Linked DNA regions of Mus musculus: region 2 is linked to region 1. The links are chromatin contacts, called in public promoter capture Hi-C maps. All regions are on one chromosome and are shown on one strand. The core of a region is the stretch at or near the end of the contact, and the rest is flanking DNA. Distances in the headings are between cores, read along the strand shown. Region 1 holds the start of Abcb6 (ATP-binding cassette, sub-family B (MDR/TAP), member 6). Region 2 holds the start of Pnkd (paroxysmal nonkinesiogenic dyskinesia).

Region 1 (4,184 bases), core at 469-2,968:
GCTTGGGAAGTAGCTCGGTGGTGGACACATGTTTAATGTTCACAAAGTACTGGGTTCTGCACAAAGCTACTGCACAAAAGATACTCTTGACTGAGAAAACTAGGGATACCTGGTTCTGTTGTTTTGTTTTTGAGAGAGGCTTTCTCTGTGTAACAGCCTCAGCTGTCCTGAAACTCACTTTGTATACCAGGCTGGCTTTGACCTCAACAGAGATCTGCCTGCCTCTGGGGTTAAAGGAGTGTATACACTTGGCATACCTGGTTCCCTCCTACATCTTGGTCTTCTTCATGAACGTGTAGAGTATAAGACTGGGGGCGAAGTCCTGGGGCCCAGAGCCCCAAGATAAATAGCCCTCCAGAGGTCACATAACGCAGGACCCACAGGCCAAATTGAACCTAGAATGAAAGAGAGAAGGGGCTGGAGAGATGGCTCAGCGGTCAAGAGCACTGACTGCTCTTCCAGAGGTCCTAAGTTCAATTCCCACAACCATTTGTAATGCCATCTGATGACCTCTTCTGTTGTGTCTGAAAACAGCTACTGTGTAGTCATATACATAAAATAAATAAACCTTGAAAAAAAGAAAGAAAAACCAGAAAAATAAAACAATGACAGAACAGGTGTGAACCACTACCCAAACCTATTGTATTACTTCTTACAACACTCAGATGCTTACCAGGAGCCTAGCAACAGGTTTTTTTTTTTTTAATTAAAAAAAAAAAACCCACAATGACTCAGCACAGACACACCCCATCCAATGCTGGGTAACCCCACCAGCTGGCTATCAGCTTCCAGCCACCGCCAGACACTCCATTCTTTTTTCTAAAGCATGGAGCCAGTTGGTCCTGACACAGTACTTGTCAAATATCAGTGTATCTCCTTCCCATAAGGCTCCTTACCTGCTGGCCCAGATCTGCTCTGGCCCACCACCACTGCGGGCTGTTCCAAGATACTAGGGCCAAGTTCTCGGCTGCAAATGTCACAGTCCAGAGGAGCAGGAGACCCAAGCTATGCCTGAACTTCATCCAGACGCCCATTGCCAGACTCTGCCGTGCCTGGCTCCGTTCCACCACGAGCAGCCACAAGCCACAGACGCTGGCCAGACTCTCCAGCACAGAAGCCAGCAGTAGGTAGCCTGGCAGACGGACCCCCCGAGCAGTGCCCACTCGGCCAGCCAGACCAGCCAGGGGCAGTGCCATCTGAAGTGTGGCCAGAAACAGCTGCAGCACATATGGGGCCACCCGAGGGCCAGCCGCCCAAGACAGCTCTTCTGGGCCAGCAGGCACCTCCCGACGCCTGCGGGGAAGAACCAGCACCAAGGCCAGTACCCCCAGAGTCAGGAGTGTCGAGGGCACTAGCGTGAAGAAGAAGCAGGGACTCAAGCCATTCTGAGTCCAAGCGGGCCCCGCCGGCCCTTCGGTCTCGCAGTAGTTGCCCACAGTCACCATGGCGATGTGTGGCTGCTGGCTGAACTTGAGGTCACTGCACAAAGAGTCGGGCTGACCCTTCAGAGAGGGCCGCAGATGCCAGGGTGTCCTGGGACATGGAGCTACGCCGCTTGGGTCGCGGGAAGGGACGCACGTGGACCTGCTACACTGCCCACTCTCTTCACGCACGCGCCGCTACCACGCATACTCACGCAAGCCACGTACGCCGTGCTTGCCGGTTCCCACTCGCTAGCAGCTGGGACCCTAAGGCTCGGAGCCGCCGCACAAAAATGTTGGGTCCTTTACGGCAGCGGCCCCGCCCACCAGATCTATCCAGGGTTCCCATTGGCCAAGGGTAAGGAACACAAATAGGGCTGAGAACCGACTGGGTCACATGTCCAAGGCGGGAACTCTAACCTGAATCTGACTGGAGACTTTGACCTCCACAGAGTAGTGCGTCCGAATTTGCACTCCCCACCCTCCACCCCCGCCCTTTATAAAGGCATTACACCGAGGCCTCCCTGGTCTCTAACCTGCTTCAGTTCCCTCTATTATAGTGCTAAAGAACGAACTCAGGGCTTCACACATTATCAAGCTACTGAAGCACACTAGAAACAGCTCTTCTCTGAGTCCTAGTTCTGTTCCCGTGGTCCTGCAGGCGTACTTGTTTCCCAAGCCTCCCGGCCAGGACTCTTTTACAGTCCTAAGACCCCCCCCCCCCCCCCCAAACTGCTGCGTGGGGGAAAAAAAAAGATGCCACAACCAGATCAAAGTCCCTTCTTTATTAAGGGTTATCAAGCTGTACAGGGCTCCCACCCTGTCTGCTGTGGCCTGCGACAGTAGAGTCCGCCACCTTCAGCTTAAGTTTACCTCCCACAGCTGAGCTGAGCAGAACTGGGGAAGGGAGTGCAGGAAGGGTAGGAGCTGGATCCCAGCATGCAATGTCGAAGCCCTAGGCTAGGGTGAGTCCATTATCCCTCCATTCTCCTCTTGGTAAGTGAGGGATACTGGGCAGAGCTGGGATGTATATATAACTGAGGTCACACTTCTGCCCTGCCAGCCCCTCTGTGCAGGTGGTAGGACTACATAGAAGCAGCCAGGAAGGCCTCACACTCCCAAGTGCTCGTCCTAAAAGTTGAAGAGGGTAATAAAGAATTTTCATCCTGTTCCTGCAACTTAGTAACCTTCCATCTTAGTGTCAAAAGATAGTGAGGGGAGCTGGGAGCTAGGGCTCTCACCCCAACAAAAAGCCAAAGCCAAACAGAAGGGGGGCAGGTGAACAGAAGGGGGGGTGGTCAAGCAGCACACATGCCAGTGATGTGCAGGGGGGAGGGAGGCTGCAGCGCAGGTTGAGGTGAGGACTGGAGGTAAGGGCCACAGCCTGAGCTGCTCAGCTATTCCAGGTTCTGGAGGGTGGGGAGGCTAGGCTGCAGGGATTGAGGGTTCAGGCCCTGCCTCCCCACTCCACAGTTGGCACAGGTTCTTCTGCTTGGCAGCACTTCTGTGGCAGGAAGCCCTCTGGAGACTTGCAGGGGTGGATGCAAAGATGGCAGTACTGGGACTGGGCTGGGGACCAGTTTCTAGCACCACACTCTGAGCCAAGGGAGTCCTGGAGACGAAGCTAGACTCTTGTGTGCCCCTAGTCCTCATATTCTTCCTGGACTATGGTAAGCCCAGCATTGGCACCTCCCTTGGCCAGGCAGGAACACACAAAACACCACACGTGGGGCCAGGCGACACTCAGAGAGTCCCTCTCATGGCAGACAGAAGGGATGGCAGGGCAGCTGCCACCTCCATCCTGGAGCATGGGAACCAGCTACCGCCTTGCCTATACCTGTGGAGGAAAGGAAAGACCGGTAGTACAGATAGTCTTCAGCTATCGTCTTGCCCCAGAGGAATCTAGAAATAAAGGAAAGAAAACGCTGGAAGCTAGGGAAGTTAAGTCTTGAACTTCAGAGCAGTAAAAAGAAGAAAGTGGGTTTTTTGCTTTTCAAAAATGTATTTGTGCATGAGTGTTTTGTCTGCATCGAAGTCTGAATCAGCCGGCTGTGGTGGCTCACGCCTTTAATCCCAGCCCTCAGTAGGCAGAAGCAGGTGGATTTCTGAGTTCAAGGCCAGCCTGGTCTACAAAGTGAGTTCCAGGACAGCCAGGGCTACACAGAGAAACACTGTCTAGATAAACCAAAAAAAAAAAAAAAAAAAAAAAAAAGTCTGAATCATGTGTGTGTGCAGTACTTTTGAAGACCAGAAGATGGCATCTGACCCCCTGGGGCTGGGGTTACAGACGGTGGTGAGCCACTGTGTGGGTGCTGGAAAACGAACCTGGGTCCTCTGGAAGAGCCCCCAGTGTTCTTAGGCACTGAGCCATCCCTCCAGCCGTCTGGAGAGTAGACAAGAGCATGGAGGAGTGGGAGACACGCTCCTTCACAGGAGGAGCTGGTCTTCACTGGAAGTCACCACTTCTGGCAGTGGTTCTTGGCCTCACAGCCTTTACCTTGTGCACTTGAGGGGGGAGTTCATCCTCTGAGCCCTCCTCTGGCACCGGCTCTGGGTGCCTTGATGCTGGCTGGCCATCTTCTGCCCATCCTCCCAGGGGCAGCCTGGAGAAGTGAGAGGGGCCACGGGGCACTGTGCCAGGATCTACAGAGAGAAACAAGAACACAAGGCACAGTGGGAAGGTTCTGAGGACCACTTGGAGGCTTAGTCTCCTTGCACCCCATCCTGATGGTCTCTTGCGTCTTAGAGAGAACCGTCCTTCCC
Region 2 (4,200 bases), core at 1,400-3,899, 900 kb before region 1:
GTGGAAGCTCACTCCAAGGATCTCACCTCCAGGTCTCCTGCTTCAAAGGACCAGACTTCTTCCTTGGTGTCTACCTGCCATACTTTCAAAAGACCACTCATGTCCCCTGTGGCCACTAGGGTGGAATCGTGACTGAAACCAGCGCATGTCACAGAGTCTTTGTGGCCTGCAGCAAAGAGAAGTAGGCAGGTTTTAAACTCAAGTTTGCCTAAGAGATGTACCAAGTTTGAGGCCAGCCTTGCCAACATCCAAGGCCAACCCAACTATATAACCTTTAAAAAGGTGGCAAAAAAGAACATTAAAAAATACCTAAATGTTGGGGACAAGTGACCCATGCATCTAGTCACTGTTTAAAGGCAACTGAGCAGAAAAGAAAGTAGGAGGACCTCAGCAAAGAAGGGGGCCAAACTTGCTGCAGCTCCAGGGACTAGCACTCCCGTTTCCCAAGAACAGATACTACTGGCCCCACTGTTAAGCAACCAGAGCCTATCTTCTCTGTGCCTCTGTCTACTCCTACCCCAGCACCATGCTCATCTCAGCCAGCCTCTCTTGGCCTATTAGCATGTCCTGTCCAAATGCCTGCCAAACAGTTCTTCCATTGTGGGTCCCTGAATCCGGCACAAGACAGAGGCTGGTAAACGGCAGCTGGGTATTCTCAGGGGCCCCCTGCCAGGACATCCAAAGGAACACAACCTCCCCAGCCTCTCACCTGCACACTCAAAGAGCAGCTCTCCATCACCGAGCCTCCACACGAAGGCCTTGTCGTCTTCGCCCCCTGTCACTGCCAAGGTGTTGGTTTTGGGGTCCAGGCTCACACAGAACACAGACGCTGTCCCAAGACATAGTCCATGAGAATGGGGATGGAACCGGGTTCTCACCTAGAGCTCTGTCTTTCAGAACCTTCAGGAAGCACACTCCCTTTTTCCCCAAAGCCATAGCTGCTCTTTCCTGGGACAGCTGCATCCAGTTCTTGTCTGGAGCCTCAGGTTGTTAGAGAAACCCTTCCAGAGCCCACAGAGCTGTGACCTCCTCTGGAGCATAGCCCCCTGCTGTGCTGTTCCCCTTACCACGTTCTCTGAGGTGCACAGCTGACAGGACAGGCCATACCAGGCTAGGTATGAATTAAGTTATGAGAGTTTCATGAGGCTGGCATCCGAGATTATTATTAATGCCCCTTCTGGAATGTAAACTACCTTTAATTTCCACTTAGGTTACTTCCATTCACTTTCATACAAGATTTTATATATATATATATATATATATATATTTTAAAGAATACCAAGATCCAGAAAGCTAACAAAGCTGACAGACTGCTAAACAGCAGAGGTAGGATTTGAACCCAGGGGTCACACTTAACCCCAGTGCCCTATGGCCCTTCCTTTGAATATCCTGCAGGCCAAAGTAGGTGGCTTTCACTTTGGTCTCTTATAATAGCTGCCTAGGACCAACAGGCCATACTCAAAAGCCCATCTGCACTGATCTGAGATGTTCAAAGGCCTACCTGAGTGCAATGCAAAGGTGACCTCACTATCATCCGGGCCCTCCATGCTACCGACCACCCCTTCCTGGGGTTCCAAGACCCAGCCCTCGTCATTGCCCTCTTCTTCTTCTTCCTCTTCCTCAAAGTCCACGTCTTCCATCTCCTGGGCCAGATCATCTGCTTTGAGAGAAGCGTTAAAAGATGGAGCTCCAAAGATAATACAAGGAATGGGGTAAGGGTTAAAGAATGAAAAAGGTGAAGCTAGGGTGGGTCGTGTGGCCAAAGGTTAAGATGTTGTCTCACACGTACCGAGCAGGAAGAGAGCACTTGGGGGGCGGGGAGGGGGAGAGAGGCTAGGTCTGAAGATCTGGTGTTGGCCAGCGACCGTGTGGGAAGAGAGGACAGAGGGCATGATGGGAAGGGGGTGTGTGAGGGGAAGGGCTAGGGGAGGCGTCAGGGAACCCCCACCCAGCCAGGCCTAGAAACTAAAGGTGGGGGGTAGGGGAGGAGGTCTGGGAGAGAAATGTCGGTAGGAACGACCGGTAGGGAAGGGGGGAGGGGGGACTGGGGAGAAGCAGGGGTCAGAGGCCAGGGGTGAGCGCCTCTTGTCCCGTGGCCTCAGGAGCGTCAGTTCTCACCCGGGTCCGGCGGGCCTGGATCCAGCTCTACCACCTCAATGATCTCTTCATCTCCGTGAAAGCTCAGAGTCTCCAGAGGCGGGGTGTCAGCGGCCGCTCCGCTCTCCGATTCGGACTCCATGCGGCGAAAGCTACCGATCCACTTCTCTGGGCCCAAACGCCTCCCAGAGTCAGCTCTGCGCGACGACGCGGAACTCGAGCCCCTCCTCCCGGGAGGAAGTAGGCGTAGGTGACTCCCGGCCGAAAGAGCGACGGCATCCGGGCCAATGGCGACAGTGGTGGACTAACAGAGCCGCCAATCATAAGGCAGAACTAGGATGACCAGGCCGGGGCGTGGCGGGAGAGCCCAAGCTCCACCTTACATGACTCCGCCCCCAGCTGAAGGGAAACAAGCGAGCGTGCGCGCCTCCAGGGTCTCCTGGGAGGAGTAGTTCTCCGGGGCCCGCTACGCGGACTTCTGGGAAATGTAGTTTTTGCTCTGTAGGCAGGACGGAAGGCGCGGGGGAGGCCCCTTACGCAAACTACAATTCCCGACGGGGAGCGCAGTGAAGGGGGGTGGGACCCGAACATGGCGGCGGTGGTAGCTGCTACGGCGCTGAAGGGCCGGGGGGCGAGAAATGCCCGCGTCCTCCGGGGTAAGGAGAGGGACCCTCGGGAGGGCAGGGTTTTAAAAGATTCCGTTTCCTTTATATCCCACCCAGCGCGACAGCAGGAAGTCAGCATGCCAATTGCTGCCCACACCTCTCTGCAAGATCTTAGAGAGTCTGGGGGTGAAAAGATGCTCTAGAGGTCACCCAGTCCAACTCCTGCGTTTAGGTTGCGCGGCGTGTCTAGGGTCTTATTGCTAGAGAGGGTACCAAAGAAACCTTTAGACTCCCGCGCCCCAGGGGTTTCACACTCACCGCAGTGCAGAGGAAAGAGCCCTGGGCATCTGGAGGCTTGAGTTCTAGCACTGAGTAATTAGCGGTTTGACCTTGTGCGAAGCAGCTCGTCTTCGGGCTTCAGCTTCCTCTTCGACGGGATGGAGTTAGTTATCCTTAAGGATAGCTTAAGGTCCTGCAGTTTTAAAACAGTTCCCCGGATTTCCTTCATACGTATGTCTCCGGTGAGTTCCTCTGCAGTCCTTCCCAGCCTGACTTCTGAATAGAACAGCAGCGAAGCTCACTGCCTTGGCACCAGGGTGAGGAGCCCGCAGTGACGTTTAAGTAGCCTTCCAAAGGTGTCACCCGATGGCGATTTTCCCATTTCTCTTTAGATTCTTCACTGCACTTGTTACTCCAGACTGCAGTCACTCCCCTTCCTCATCTCCCATACTGACATGCCATACTTTCATTCACAGGGATCCTCTCTGGAGCCACAGCTAACAAGGCTTCCCAGAACAGGACCAGAGCACTGCAGAGCCACAGCTCACCAGAATGCAAGGAGGAGCCCGAGCCCCTCTCCCCTGAGCTAGAATACATTCCCAGAAAGAGGGGCAAGAACCCCATGAAAGCCGTGGGGCTAGCCTGGTGAGTTTAACTGCTCCCTTTGCCTACCAGTGGGGAGTGCATTGAAAGGTGTGGGGACCTAGAAACTTCTCTGAAATGCGGGTGGAGAGCTGAATCCAAGGGAAGGAAATTGCTGGAGTCAAGGGATGGACTCTCAGAAGGGGGGGGGGGGCTAGGGTGGAAAAATATGTAAAATTGGGGGATAGTGGCTTTTCTGTGGAGCAAATTGAGCTGATCTGATTTGAATTTGAGTCACTGGATTCATCCTTCCCTTTGGGAGCAGGGGTCACATTCCAATCCCAGTAATTAAGTGTCAGATTGCGTTGTGTAGAAGCTAGACGTGTTTCTGTGAATTCTGTGGATCTGATTCTGGCCTTAATACATATTACTGATTATCACTCACTAAAGTAAAAGGAAGGGAAATTAACATTTTTTTCCATCCAATGTCTGAGGTATGACAATACTTTGCCATATAACGTTTGAAGCTTTCTGAGGTAAACCTTGCATTTCCATCCCTCCAAGGAGGGAACAGAGGCTCCCAGCTGTGATTGTCACCAGCTCTTGTGGCTTCCTGTTCTTTGGCCCTTACCAATGC

What was found. Capture Hi-C pulls out chosen DNA fragments and counts their contacts.
Region 2: a promoter capture Hi-C map of liver shows a contact between it and region 1, with 3 times the contacts expected there. The contact joins the promoter of Pnkd here to the promoter of Abcb6 in region 1. A contact is called at or near these places in 2 of 39 promoter capture datasets (the HPC-7 cell line and pre-B cells) and 2 of 9 other capture datasets (adipose tissue and liver).

The regions. Positions count from the first base shown.
Region 1 is chr1:75,178,674-75,182,857 of GRCm38.p6, forward strand. Abcb6 (ATP-binding cassette, sub-family B (MDR/TAP), member 6) reads right to left here and starts at 1,719. Exons shown (of 19, transcript NM_023732.3): 1 at 897-1,719; 2 at 258-395. The coding sequence starts at 1,445. It overlaps Atg9a (autophagy related 9A), which reads right to left. Exons shown (of 16, transcript NM_001288612.1): 15 at 3,919-4,064; 16 at 2,188-3,258. The coding sequence ends at 3,253.
Region 2 is chr1:74,282,385-74,286,584 of GRCm38.p6, forward strand. Pnkd (paroxysmal nonkinesiogenic dyskinesia) reads left to right here and starts at 2,650. Exons shown (of 10, transcript NM_001039509.1): 1 at 2,650-2,753; 2 at 3,458-3,626. The coding sequence starts at 2,687. It overlaps Aamp (angio-associated migratory protein), which reads right to left and starts at 2,354. Exons shown (of 11, transcript NM_146110.3): 1 at 2,119-2,354; 2 at 1,502-1,657; 3 at 710-829; 4 at 27-166. The coding sequence starts at 2,239. It overlaps Gm28364 (predicted gene 28364), which reads left to right. Exons shown (of 2, transcript NR_168296.1): 2 at 1-330.